2 separate regions of the Drosophila melanogaster genome follow, and region 1 is linked to region 2. Evidence: chromatin contacts called from public Hi-C data. All regions are on one chromosome and are shown on one strand. The core of a region is the stretch at or near the end of the contact, and the rest is flanking DNA. Distances in the headings are between cores, read along the strand shown. Region 1 holds the start of CG10011. Region 2 holds the start of betaTub97EF (beta-Tubulin at 97EF).

Region 1 (3,070 bases), core at 122-2,621, 650 kb before region 2:
AGGCAGAAGCAGAGCCATTTATGAATTGGTTTTAATAGGGTTATCATGACTGTTTAGCAGCCAACGATAGCTACACACAAACTGTTCAGACCATCCGGAATGTCTTGCCATTAAGAGAGCCGTTATATTCTCTTATCGCTATACCGTTAAGGAAATTAAATATGTTTCAATTTTTTAAAACAACTTTTAAGGTACGGAAACGTTAATTTATTAATTGGTGAATGCTGCCAGTGAAAGTAAGAACGCTACATTTCATTATTTTTCTGGCATATCGATAGATATTGGAGACTACATATAATGAGAAAAATGGGAGGTTTTTGGTGTTAGAGTGGCAAGAAGTTTTTTTTATCAAACCGATGGAAATTATGAAAAGTTTTTTTTTATCAAGCCGATAGAAATTATAAAAGATTATATAGTCGGATTATGTAGTGTTACTTAGTTTTCAACGAATCTAGTATATCATTACTCCGTTATTCCTAAGACGGCGGCTGCTGCTGTGCATCCTATGCACTTCTATGTCGCCTGGATGTGACGCCATACAACAGACGGTAACACCAAGCTGATCGAGTGTGGATCGGCAGATAAAGCTGACGGGAATCTATGATAAGATTCGGGCCCCCACATCTTAAACAAAAAAAATAACTCCTAGATGGCGACACCATCACCATACGACATTCGGTCAACTACAAGCGAATATATTTTATATTTTACACTATCTTTACTACGCTTTCAAAGAACTCTGTGATTTAAGCGATATGCTTCTGTACAAATTTTTACAATCACTGCTAGAATTTAAGCCCTACACCTGGTTAGTCAAATAAAATATGGAGTGTGTCATTGCTAAAACGGGAAACATTGGGGAAATTCTGTTTAAATGTAGATACATACAAAAAAACTGAATATTACGAACTACATTTAATACAAATCTACAATTTGTCAACATTAATGTCCAAATACGAAAAAAAAGTCGTTGTTTATAAGATAATTTAAGATAAGATAATTTATAATTTATAAGATTCAAAATAACTTAGCTTAACTTTTTCAAACAGCGAATGAAACCACCTTAGCCGAGTTGCCCTTCGCCTAGCGGAGTTCGACACCAACCATAGAGCACTGCTTACACAGGAGACTATTTATAAAATGATCGCACCCCGGGATATTTATTCTTTTTCTTTGCATTTAATTAGAATATTGAAACACATTTTAAACCTAAATAAAGAAGTGTGACATCTTGCTTAGTGGCCCAGTGCAAACGGTTATCGATAGCTCGCAGTAGTGTGAATACTCTGCGAACGCGATTTTGAGCTCGGGAGAATATCTGGATTTTTTAGGGCATTCAGTTGCGCATTTGGGGGATTTTCGTTATAACTGCAGCAAACACCCTGCGCGTTTCGATTCGATTGGTTCTTGAAATGGTAAAATGCGGCTGGGCCGTCGAAAAAATTGAGAAAAATAAATCGCGTCGAGTGTGGGACGCGAACGGAATCGCTGTGAAAATACCGAGTTAAATGTGCGTGATCGAAACTTTCCTCCGAAAAGGATCTGCAATCGAAACGGAAGGGAAAACGCAGAGCAAGACATCCTTGCCCACGCAGGATAGCTGTGTGAAGAAGACGCGACGATAGGCCAAGAGGGAGGGGGAGCACAAACAGGATAAGCAGTGGCAGAAGAAGAAGCAGAAGGCGGAGCCGCATCTGCCGCAGTCAAAACAAGAGAGGAAGTGGAACAAAAGCGAGATAAAAGTGCATTCAGCTGGGGGAAATGTGAAATGTGAACGATGTTGCAACGTCGCGCTGCTTGCATCGCCAAGTAAAAGCAGAGTCAGAGGAAAAGCAAAACCAAAGCAAAGCCAGAACAAACAAAATACACAAAGTGAGAGAGGAGAGAAAGAGAGCGGTAGTGTTTGGTGTATCTGTGTGTAGTGCGTTCGCGTGTGCGCTTGTGTGTGTGCGTGTTACTTTGCTCACAACAAATTATCGTTTAATTTGCTTCGATTTTGCGACAACAACAAGCAGTGCGAAAGGGGATGTCCTTTCCACCACCACCACTATCACCACCGCCTGCTCCCTAAGGTCATAGGTCACCAGCCAGGAGGTGAGTAAATCAAGTTGTTTGAATTTTGTTACCCAAAACTCTTTTGCACCTAACGATAACAAACTGAAAGCCGCGTAGGAAACGAATGCCAAATTTAACCAAAATAATAAAACACGTTTGCCAACGCCAGCAGCGGCGACAACAACAGCAACAACCCATGTCCAATTAAAGTTGCAGTAGGGAAAAAAAGAATGAAAAAAAAAAACCGGCATGCCGGCTGCTGCAATTCAGAGCTGCTCAAAGTTAAACGAGCCAAGTAACAGCAGAAACAACAAAAACCGCACACCAGCCACAGTGGAACCTTACAAAGTCGTCTTAAAACCTTAGATCGTATCCAAAAGTTACACCTTTACATCTGAAGATACATCCTGAGATTAGTATATATCTGGAAAAACAATTTGGCTTTCAAAAAACATTAGAAAAGAAAATTCTGTTAAAATTTGTAATTGGGTAATGCATATTCGAAAACTTTTTCTCAGTTCTTAACTTAGTTAAGTCAGATTATTTTTTATTTAATCTCAAAACAGCTCGGGTTACACAGGTACCACTGTGCAAAGGGTACACAAATCGCGTGAGTGGTTGGTGCCTCTTTGTGGGTGTGAGTGTGTTTTGGTTAGCAATACTACACCAACTCGCGGCGCACTTTAAATATTTTGCCCAACTACACAGAGAATTGTGCTTGGGCTGCGGTTTTTTCTGAGCCGCCAACTTTTTGAAATGAAAATAATCATAATCAAGGGCTGGGCGCAGAAGTGGGAGGCTTTCAACAATGCCACACCCACTCGAATCCCCCAGCACAAACAGTTACTTCGTTTTTTTTTTCTCTTTTTCTCTGGAAAGCCAGAATGTATGAATGAGTTAATCAGAGAGCAGAGGCAAAGCGCCAAAAGGCAACAGTCAGCAGACGCATCGTCTGCCCGGCTCACTGGCTGGCATCGCCATCATCAGCAAACAGCCAAACAACACACAAAACGCA
Region 2 (3,482 bases), core at 243-2,742:
TCAACACGTGGACTTTCAAATGCGGCAACAACGAAAAGCCAGACGTATACATGGGTGTGCGATACTACGCCAAGTTTATTAAAAGAACTATTAACAGAATGGGCTTTTGAAGAAATTTATTTGAGTATCACAAAATAAAAATACTGTCTATCTAAGTTTACAACTTAGTCATAAATTAAATTTTAAACTGGTATTAAGTGTGTGTGACTCGACAGACTTCATGTTATTCCATTTCAGCAGCGTTTTTTATTGTCAATCTCATGAAGCTGATAACCTAGATGTCTAAAATGACTAACTAAACCGCTTCCAATTATTCATGTAGATAAGTTTGGTTTGTTCAAGCTACGATTCTATGATTTACAAGGTTGTAATTGGAAAACAAAAATATACTGATTAAATAGCATATAATAAAATATATGTTCAATACTCAAACAACTAACTTTATATATTTCAATTACATTTTTACATTTGGCTACATTTCAATCTTGTACGTCCATGTACAATTCTACAAATCTGATTGAAGAATGCAGTTGTAGAATGTAGAATGTGGCGCTCTTTGCACCTTAGACTCACGTGCTGTTACCTCATTCTTCGACTCTCTTCTTTCTCTCCCCTCTCTCTATCTTTTCCCTAAGAATTCTCACCAGCTCAGCGAAGCGTAAGATGGGAGAGAAAGAATTGCATTGTTGGCGCCTAGCCGGTAAAAATCATACGATAAAGGGGAAAAGTCGGGAAAAGCGGGAAGACAAACACGCTGCTATGGAAAATATCTTGTTTTGTCCCACAGTTTCACTTAAACTAATGTATTTACGACCTCTGCTCTTCGCGCTCTCTGCACTTCGAGAAATCAGGGAAGATATTGCCGCAATTTTGGATAGTGATTCAAATAAATATACTCACTAATGAAGAGGAACTTAGCATGAATAAATGGTTCGGGTATTCATAGGTTTTCGAATGAAATTTGTTTTTATTGTTCATCATTTAAGAGGCATTGTTTTAAACATAACCAACGTTCTAATTAATAATCTTTATCTAAAGTATTGATGTAATTTGGGTCATGTATTAATGAAATGTTCCACCTGTAAAAAAAAAATAATAACCTGTTTAATAAAATAAACCTGTTTTATAGGGACTCTAAAAATGTATATACAGCTGTGCCCAAGATAACAGCAGCACGTTATTACAACTATAATATTTATAATTTTTAAGAGTAACAAAAGTTTCTTTGTAAAAACTTTTGTATTTTTAGAACTCTGATCTCTGATCATCTGTTTGATATGAAAAATTGTTATACTAAATTCAATACATCACCAAAACTATCTACAATATATTAATCTAAGATTGCAAACCATAATTTTATCATTTCTTATCATGCCAATTTGTAAAGGCATTTTTTTATAAATATTTTTCCGAGTGGAAAACTAATGCGGCCCCCTTTAACCGTAGAGCACAAATTCCCCAGCGGGTCGCGTTCGGTTTCTCGCCATTCATTCAGTTCACGTTGGATTCTCAAAGCGAACGCGTGTCGATCGTTCTGCTCACGAAAAGCTCTCCTCCGACTCTTCACCGGATTCAACCGAATGCGTGACCGATTGTGACTCAGATTCGGATTCAGATTCAGATTGATATAGTGGCTGATAATTGCTGATAGTGCGTGTGTGCGTCAGTGTGTTCAATTGAGTTAAGTTTGGCTGCCAAAAGTTACTAGTTCATTTGCGAAATGAGGGAAATTGTGCATCTGCAGGCGGGCCAGTGCGGCAATCAGATCGGTTCGAAGGTGCGTATAATTGATATTCCATCGGTGTTCGCATCACAGACCTTTGCTCTATTTTATAGCTACTTTTCGCTACTATCCTAACCTCACATGTTTAATTATAAAACAGGGGGAAATGAAGAAAGAGCGCTCTTTGCCTCTCTCACTGCGACTTTCTCTCTCTCTCTCTCTCTCTTGGCTTTTCACGTTTTGTTTTTAGTGGCCAGCAATTAAAATGGGTGGGGGGTTGGTGGGGGGTGGCATAGATTATTTTGCCAGTTCGGGAAACTATAAAACTGCAAAACATTGAAGAAACCTAACGTACTTGGCACTTATCTTATCGCTCGCAAGATACGAATATCAGCAACCTTAAAGTATCGCATTTAAATTACCTTGGACTCGCAGCATATCGCAGTGAATTAAACCCAGAAATCCGCTCGCAAACTAAGCAAAATCACCTCAGTCAGGTGTAAACAATTAGATCGCCGCTCAGTTGAGAGCTTGTGATCAGCCGGCTATGCAAATCTGCACAGCAAGAAAAAAAGTAGTACCTTTAAAAAGATAAATAAACTTTATATGATTATTTAATCGTTATAAAGTAGTTTCCATTTAAACACAATTATGATTTAAAATTGAATTACAGATCCTTTTTATTCATTTGTTATTATAGAATAGAAGTTGATATTTTTTTTTCAGTGTACCTGGAGGTTTCTCGTTTCAAGAAATCCGATCTGTGAACCAAGTATTTTTGGCGGGAACTCAGAGTAAAATGCGGCAGCTTAGTGCCCTGTTAGTAGCATTTTGAAACTGGCTCGAAGGTTTCTCAGAAACTTCCGTCTTTTGGACAATTAACACAACTAACTGGTTCTGTAAACTAGTACTTTTCACAGGCTTTTATGATGTTTGCCCTCGCACAGTTGGCTGATCTTACTGTCATAAAGAACTCGTCGAAGGTTTCGTGGGTACTTCTAATTACGACAGAGGGGCTTGTAAATAATGTATCTGTATCTTGAACCGATATATGTATCTGATTCATGGCTGACTGTGACAAAGTGGCGGGCTTATGTGTGCGCTGCTTTCACTATCGGCGGCCTCTAATCAGTGGGCTTGTTTACACAACTTTAAACATAAATACCCGAAAAGTAAGAACTGATATGGGTTGCGCCGAAAATAGCAATTACATAGTGTGTTCTGGTATTTTGAGTAGAAAAGCGGCAGCATGTTTGCGGGCAATTAGAGGAGTGGAAATGAAAACAGCGCCCATTCTAAGCTAATTCAGCGCATTAACATTAACTCGCACAATTTGCTGCGTCATGAAAATCCAGCTACAAAAAGTCGTTGACGTTTGACACAGTTTTTGTTTTTATAATGCTTATTTTTTTTATATGTTTTTGTCTTTTTCCCGGCATTTCCCAGAGCAGTTTTCTCTGACCGTTTCTCTTTGCGCTCGCATTGCGCGCTTTTCCTCTTGAGTTTTATGCAAACACATTTCCACATATTTTAAAGTACTTTTTTGCGTGTTTTCACCACTGCCTTTTGCAGTTAATTAGAACGCACTTTTCCGGGATAAGCCAAGCCCAACATCCGATTTTGTACGCCCCCGAATCAGAGCATTATTACATCCATATTTTGCGGCCATTGTTATGTGTAGCTATTGTGCAGTTAAAAAATAAATACGATTATTTATGCAATTTGCGCTTATCGAATTTTTATAGATGGCATAAAGCCT

Evidence for each region. Hi-C and Micro-C count contacts between places; a contact is called where the count stands out from the background.
Region 1: a Hi-C map of the Kc167 cell line shows a contact between it and region 2, with 1.7 times the contacts expected there. The contact joins the promoter of CG10011 here to the promoter of betaTub97EF in region 2. A contact is called at or near these places in 4 of 107 Hi-C or Micro-C datasets (the Kc167 cell line, cellular blastoderm embryo, embryo and 1 more) and 1 of 6 datasets of contacts at active chromatin or transcription factors (the Kc167 cell line).

The regions. Positions count from the first base shown.
Region 1 is chr3R:28,633,400-28,636,469 of dm6, reverse strand. It overlaps CG10011, which reads left to right and starts at 1,371. Exons shown (of 6, transcript NM_143367.3): 1 at 1,371-2,094. It overlaps CG9988, which reads right to left and starts at 59. Exons shown (of 3, transcript NM_143368.3): 1 at 1-59. The coding sequence starts at 47.
Region 2 is chr3R:27,986,394-27,989,875 of dm6, reverse strand. betaTub97EF (beta-Tubulin at 97EF) reads left to right here and starts at 1,492. Exons shown (of 7, transcript NM_143349.2): 1 at 1,492-1,777. The coding sequence starts at 1,721. CG4815 reads left to right here. Exons shown (of 1, transcript NM_143350.2): 1 at 1-177. The coding sequence ends at 110.